Linked DNA regions of Arachis hypogaea: region 1 is linked to region 2. The links are chromatin contacts, called in public Hi-C maps. All regions are on one chromosome and are shown on one strand. The core of a region is the stretch at or near the end of the contact, and the rest is flanking DNA. Distances in the headings are between cores, read along the strand shown.

Region 1 (3,827 bases), core at 540-3,039, 220 kb after region 2:
ATTTCTTATAATGTCCACCCTTCTACGTCTATTAATTAATTAAAAAACATAATAATAATAACGAATTTATATATAGTTTTCTTCAATCAAGCAGGATAGATAATTTTATGAATTAATCTTCTAATGATCCAGTATAACTTTACTTCTAATTGTGTTTACATGTTATATATTACTATTTTTGCCCATTACTAAATTAAATATGTTTTTTGGTATCTATCTATCATTCATATAGGTTTTGAAATCGTATCTCAAAACCACATGCTAAAGTACCTTTCTATGCACTTCAAGGGGCAAAGAAAAAAATAAAATAAAATCAAACATCATAGTGGAGTCGGCATTCAACTAAAAGATGACTCGTTTAGTATTAAGAAGCGTTGTTTATTATTTATTATTATTTTCACTAATGAGATTATCATCATTATTATTTGATAAGTCATTATCTATTATAATCTATCTCTCTAATTCCACCAAACCCTCCCCTCTTTAAAAGGTGATGTTGTTGTCTATGTCTATGATATATGTAGGCGCAGGCAGACAAGTGTTTTTCACGTGAATAAATTATTAATTATAAATAGATAAAAAGGTCATTCATAACTCCATTTATAATTAACAACGATTTTGAAAGAAAGCTATGTTGGGTTTTAGCATTTCCTGAAGGTTTGTAACTTTGACCAAAATACAAGTCGTGTAAAAAAAAATACTATATCAACTTCAAAGAAGAAAAAATGAAAAAACATTTGTCGACCCTATTGAGTGTTGATCCTAATCTGGTCACTTTTATGACAGGATCTTATATATTAGTAGTAACTTTCAAAATTTTAATTACAAGGACATTCTATTAGCTTTTAGAATGAAAAAAAAAATCAATTTGGACTAGTTTTTGTTAACTTAAGTAAATATCGCAAATTAAGTCCACGTAGGGATGGCAAGCGGGGAAGTCCGTCCTGTCTCGCTCTGCCCCGTCAGAAACCTGTCTTTTGGCGGATTGGTCTGCTTCGCTTAATGAGGCGGTTCTAAAATTTCACTCCGTCCCGCTTAACTACAGGTTGGCGAGTTTGCAGACTAGACCCGCCAAATCTCCTCTATTTTTTTAACTATTAATTATTAAATAATATATATAATTTCACAATCATATTAATAAATTTATAATTTCTAAAAATATAAAAAATTATATTTTTATATTCACAAATATTAAAGTCTTTGTAATTATAAATATTATCTCCAAAGTAAAATAAACATAATCCAAAAACATAATTATAAATATATTCTCCAAAATAACATAAATATAATCCAAAACTCTCAATTTTCATCTTCATACTCTTGTAAATTGGATTAAAAGAAGTTGGATTTTGGCCAAAAAAAATTGCAAAAATACCTCTTTGCCAAAAAAATAATCCCGGCGGGGAAGCCCGTTCGACCCCGCCAAAACACGTGGTTTAAGCAGTACAGGTTAGATGGGCTTTTGTTCTTTAGCAGTCCTAATTTTTCAGTCCGACCTACCTTTTTTATCAGGTTATACGGATTGGCCCGGCAGATTTAACTCCATTTGTCAGTCTTAGGTCCATGACGAATTAATCATTATCATGTCGGATTTCGAAATATCAAAAAAACCAAAAAAATAAATAAATAAAAAAGAAAGAAAAAAGAAGAGGAAAGTAATAAATCAATTCAACAATTTAACATGCAATTTTAAGTGATGATACTAATAATCATTTAAAGGTAAGAAAATGAATTTATTCTGCTTTCTATCATATTACATAAAAGATTAAAACAAATGTAAGTAGAAGTTAATCAAGTTATAGAAGTCATTTTCTATCCAAACAGTGTCCAACGAATGGGAAAATATTCTGATTGGATTCGGTTCTCCACTTTTCCAGTTTACGTTTAAGCGCGTGACAAGCACGCGCTGGTTTTTGCCTCATTCATTCCTTGGCTGCACCACAAACTTTGAATTGCATATTTGCATCATCATCAGCATCCACTTCCCTCTGATTCTTTCTACATGCCTGTGCCAAAGTTGAAAGATGATGGGGCCTAATACCATTATAGATTGTTCATAATAATAATTTAAACTGTTTTAACATCTGCTAGTAATTAATATTTGAGGAGAAAAAAAGAGAAATATTAGATTTGAGGAGTAAATTGAGGAAATTAAATCCAGATAAATATATGAATTATATTTGGTAATATTATATAGTATAACGTTTAATGTGCACAAATTAGGTAACTAATTATTTAGATTCCTTGTTTGATAGTTGATAAAATTTTATGAATTTCACAGTGATGGATGAAAGCATCATCTTCATTTTCATCAACTTCTCATCACACTTAATAATAATAATCAAATTTTGAATTTATCTATGATTGTTATACAGTCCAATTTTCCATAGATAGTTACCTGTTTCTTTCACTTTCTGATTCCACAGCTTCACACACATTCACAGGCACATATATATGCACAAAAAGACACAAACCTTTTCATTAACTTGTTTCCTTTTTTTTGTTAGTCTTTGGTTCTCACCCTCTTCTTTTCCTTATATGCCTATTCCTTCAACAATAAAAATCCAATTTTTATTCTTTTTGACCAGTGTTTCCCCTCCTCTCCTCCATTTTGTTCTAGATCCATAAAAGCAAGAAGCTTTATCGATAACTCTGGTTCGTTTTGTTAGAGGAAAGAAGAAAAGATGACCATGGAGAATGGTGTTGATGATAGCAGTGATCAGTTCCCCAAAGGAATGCGTGTTCTTGCAGTTGATGATGACCCCACTTGCCTAATGGTTCTAGAAACTCTTCTCAGAAGATGTCAATATCATGGTTAGCTTCCCTTTTCTTTTGATTCTTGCTTTGTTCTACTAGATTTTGTCACATAATAATAACAGATAGATTGGATGGTTGATGGTGTTCTTGCAGTTACCACAACTAGCCAAGCAATAAAGGCATTGAAGCTGTTGAGAGAGAACAAGTTTGACCTTGTAATAAGTGATGTGCACATGCCAGACATGGATGGATTTAAGCTTCTTGAGCTTGTGGGACTGGAAATGGACCTACCTGTCATAAGTATGTGGGGATTTCTTAGTCTTAATGCCAATCTTCACCAATTCATTCTTGCCCTATTTTTTATATGATTATCAATCCAATTAGTTACAAAGTTAAAAACCAATAATTAGGGTTTGGTTTTCTAGTTTTTTTGTGTAATAGGGTTAGTCCTTTTCATTCTAAATATTAAACTAAGATAAGGAGGTCAAGCGTTAATTAAAAATCTGTTTCAAGTTATTTTCAATTGCTTTTGAGTGATTGTGTGGCAAACATTTGATGGGTATGAAATGTTTGTTGAATATAGTGTTGTCCGCAAATGGTGATACAAAGCTTGTGATGAAGGGGATTTCTCATGGAGCTTGTGATTATCTACTAAAGCCTGTGAGAATTGAAGAGCTCAAGAACATTTGGCAGCATGTGATTAGGAGAAAGAAGTTTGATTCGAAGGAGAAGAACAAAACCAGGAACTCCGACAAGCCTAGTTCGGAGGGCGGCAATGTGCTAGGCTCAGCAGGAACAGGAAATTCAGAACAAAATGGGAAGCTGAATAAGAAAAGGAAGGATCAGGATGATGAAGAAGATGAGGAGCAAGATAATGGCCATGACAATGAGGATCCTTCGGCCCAGAAGAAGCCTCGTGTTGTTTGGTCTGTGGAGCTTCACCGCAAGTTTGTTGCTGCTGTTAATCAGTTAGGCATTGACAGTATGTTGTTCAGCTATAATTTTACTCTCATTTCATCAATCAGGATATGACTATTTTGTTCGGAATTATTATGATGATTTTCCCATTG
Region 2 (3,617 bases), core at 602-3,101:
CCTCCACCACCACCACCACCTTTACCACCACCACCACCTCCCTTATTCCACCACCACCACCTCCCTTACTCCCATCAAATACTAATAATCAAATTTAGAAATAACAATATCAATCAACACACAATAACAATAAAATAAAAAAATAACAAATCAAAATCAGAATTAAAAAGCAAAAACAGAAACAGAAGCAGAATCGGAAAGCAAGAAAGCAAGAAACAGAAGCAAGAAAGCAAGAAGTAGAAGCAAGAAGGAAAATCAAGAAAGCAAGAAAGCAGAAGCAAAATCAGAAAAGCAAGAAAGCAAAAGTAAGATGCAGAAGCAGAAAACAAAAAGTAGAAGCAAGATGCAAAAGTAGAAAGCAACAAGCAGATCAAAAAGCAAAATCAGGAAAGCAAAGAAGCAGAAACAAGATACAGAAGCAGAAAGCAAGAAGCAGAAGCAAGATGAGGCGGCGAGGCGACGAGGCGGCGAGGCGGTGAGGTCAGCAGCAGCAGGAGCTCGCGTCTCCTCTCTCCCTCGCGATTCCCAACGGCGACGGCCACGATGACGGCGATTGCGGCTCCAAGCTTCGCCGCAGCCGTCCCCCTCCTCCCCTTTCCCTTCCCCCTTCCCCCTTTCCCTCCCCTCCCCCTTCATATACCCTTTTCCTTCCTCCGACCCCCCAAATGCGTTTTCTTTTATTTTTTTAAACTTTTATAATTTTTTTATTAAAGTAGGGGTAGTTTAGGAATAAAATAAAAAATTTTAGTAAAAAGAATGATTTTAATACAAAAAAACGTTAAGGATAATTCTAAATAAAAAAATTACATTGGGAACGGTTTTGATTCTGACTCTCAACGTTAGAGATCAAAACAATACTTATCTCTTTCGTTAACTATTAGTGTCAAATTTAATGGTAGAACCACGTTAAACCTGTTTAAAACTTTTTAGAATAAAAATAAAACGTTTGAAACGTTACAGACCAAATTAAAATTTAGTCCAAACGTGAAGGACCAAAATATTACTTCATCCTAAAAAATATCTTTTTTTATCATCAATTTTATTCTTAGTTGAGATTATTGTTATGAGTTTTTTATAAATAATATATACTATTATTTATTAATACAAATATTATTTTAAATAGTTTATATAATTTAAAAAATATTAAAAATATTTTAAAAGATTAATTTATATTCTAATATTAATAAAATATTAAAATATTATTATAATTTATAAATTTATCCAAAAAGCTTTATTATATATATATATATATATGCCATATGCCATGCTTTTGTATGTCATAAAAAAAAATTAAAGTATACAATTATCTGGTACATCACTATATGAGTGTCTATTAATTATTATTCATAAATTTGAACAAATAAAAATAAGTACTCTTATCGTTATATAACATGACCTTTGGATCCCCTCAGCGACCACTAGTTCCCATCTTCATGGGCCACGGGTGTTGCTGATGCTGTGATGCATAAGTTGTGCTCAATTGTCTGCCATCACTTTTAAATCCTAATGCTAACAAGCTTCTGAAGCACAACTGAGACAAACGTAGCTTTGTAGCAACCATAGTATTCTAATTTTTAATGTCATATAAATTATTAAACATTATTTATTGTGATGTAGTTTATTTGTAATGTGATTTTTTTCCCTCCTCCTTCTTTGAACCAGTGTTAATAATTGACGAGTTTTACAACAGTGAGCAAGAATAATAGCATAAGCATAAGGAATGGTTCATATTTATGGATGGGGACATGCACCTTGTAGTTTGGTCATGTATGGTGTAGAACAGTACCCAGCTGAATAGGTTTTGGTTCTTTATGTGATTTGTCACGGGCAAACAAAATCACATGTATGGTGTATTCAGCTTTAGTACTTTTCTCAATTGCTTGCTCAAGCCCACCCAAATATCCCTGTCAATTAACAACTCTCTCTATTAGGCAATGTTCTAAAAACCAAACCGATCCAGTAAAATTAGAGATTTAAGGATTCAAAAATTCAATCGGTGTTTAATCGGAATTAAATTGAATATAATATATAATTTTGAGAAAATGATAAATCAATTTCTGATTTTTTTGTTAGACATTTAAATTTTTGCGGATTTAAAAAGTGTCTGACCTCTTCAAAATCTCAACACATTGATTTCTGAGTCTAATTTGTCTCATTTTAAAAATCCTTTTACATTTGCATTCGTATCAATCAGTTCAGTAGAACAAGAGCCACGTTTAATTTTTCTGTTAGGTTTGACAGACCCAAGCGAATATAAGGGATCTATATGTCTAGATTTTGAAAAAGTTAGAGACTTAAATGTATTTTTAAATTGTTGAGGACTTAAATGTCAGTGGATCAAAATATCAATGTTCTATTTGTCTTTTTCTCAATAATTTTTTAAGAAAATTGATTATTTTGTGATTTATTATTTTAAACCAGTTAACTGTTAATCGGTTATTCAATTTTTGAGTTGTTTTTTTTTTTAAACAATTCGTTATAAAGTATTTTTACTATAAACCAGATAGGTCAAATGATCAGTTTTTTATTAATGGGGTCGAAATAGACCAGTTCATCCTGATTCTAACCAGCACATGCTATATACTCGTATTCTCTGGAGTGCAAAAATCTATCTCACCAGCATTAAGCCCTATATATTGTCAATCAATAAGGAAAATCTCTTTTTTTCACATATACTCACGGTATTAACGTGTATTTTTTTATTATTTTTGGACATACATACTCAAGCACACTATACCCAGCTATTGCTGGAAATCGATCCTGAGTGCAACTTGATGAGAGGCTTACAAATCTTTCATCTGAGCCAAGCCTCAGCTACATTAATGTGTATTTTTTTTTTTGGTCAGTCATTAATGTGTATTTCAAATCTGACATCAATAAATTGTTTTTATTAGAGTTTATAATAAGTGTTATACAATTTTGCACTAGCTTTTTGGCAAACCCATTTTTGGGTAGGCCCATAGCCCAAAAAGTAAAAAATTGTCCCCTCTTGCCCCAAATATAAAAAAGGGGAGAGAGAGAGAGAAATTAGAAATGTATGCACAATCAATTTTGGGATTTTACGTCACTGAACTTTTGGTTGGTTAAGCAGTGAAAATTAGGTCTAATTTAGGGTGATTGCTTCAAAACCTGAGGCAAATTCTTGGGTGAGTTGCCCAAGCTAACATGTACTAACATGTATGTACTGTATTGTTCTAGATACTCTCTGTAATGATGTATGCTATTTTAAGTTTATTTACCTTTTGTTAGATTTTATAATTTTATTAAATTTTTAATCAGATATTTATCGTTTAAAATTTATGATTAAATTTTTATATCAAATAAAAATCTGTAATTAAATTTTTATTAATTGTTATTTTAAAAAATATTTAAAATATTTGTTTTTAAAATATTTTATATTTCATCTTACATCAAATACAAAAAGGAGGATTTAAAAAAAATATGTTTTCAATAAAAAAATAAAAAAATGTAATTAAAAGTTTTAGTCTAATATAAAGACTTAATTACTAATTCTTATATTATGAAAATCTAATTAAAAATACCAACAGAATAATTAATCCGCTATTTTATTACTATTCTGGTCTGCGAGTTTATCATAACTAATCACATCCTCAACT

What was found. Hi-C and Micro-C count contacts between places; a contact is called where the count stands out from the background.
Region 1: a Hi-C map of an unstated tissue shows a contact between it and region 2, with 5 times the contacts expected there. The contact joins the promoter of LOC112715965 here to the enhancer-like site in region 2. A contact is called at or near these places in 4 of 8 Hi-C or Micro-C datasets (leaf and an unstated tissue).

The regions. Positions count from the first base shown.
Region 1 is chr10:93,785,999-93,789,825 of arahy.Tifrunner.gnm2.J5K5, forward strand. LOC112715965 (two-component response regulator ARR14) reads left to right here and starts at 1,790. Exons shown (of 6, transcript XM_025767806.3): 1 at 1,790-2,814; 2 at 2,911-3,057; 3 at 3,341-3,739. The coding sequence starts at 2,685.
Region 2 is chr10:93,567,155-93,570,771 of arahy.Tifrunner.gnm2.J5K5, forward strand. No RefSeq gene overlaps it. Among protein-coding and RNA genes, the nearest start is that of LOC112715963, 27 kb to the right of the region's middle. Within about 2 kb of position 1,852, at least 3 of the 3 cell types and tissues checked have open chromatin away from gene starts, as enhancers often do.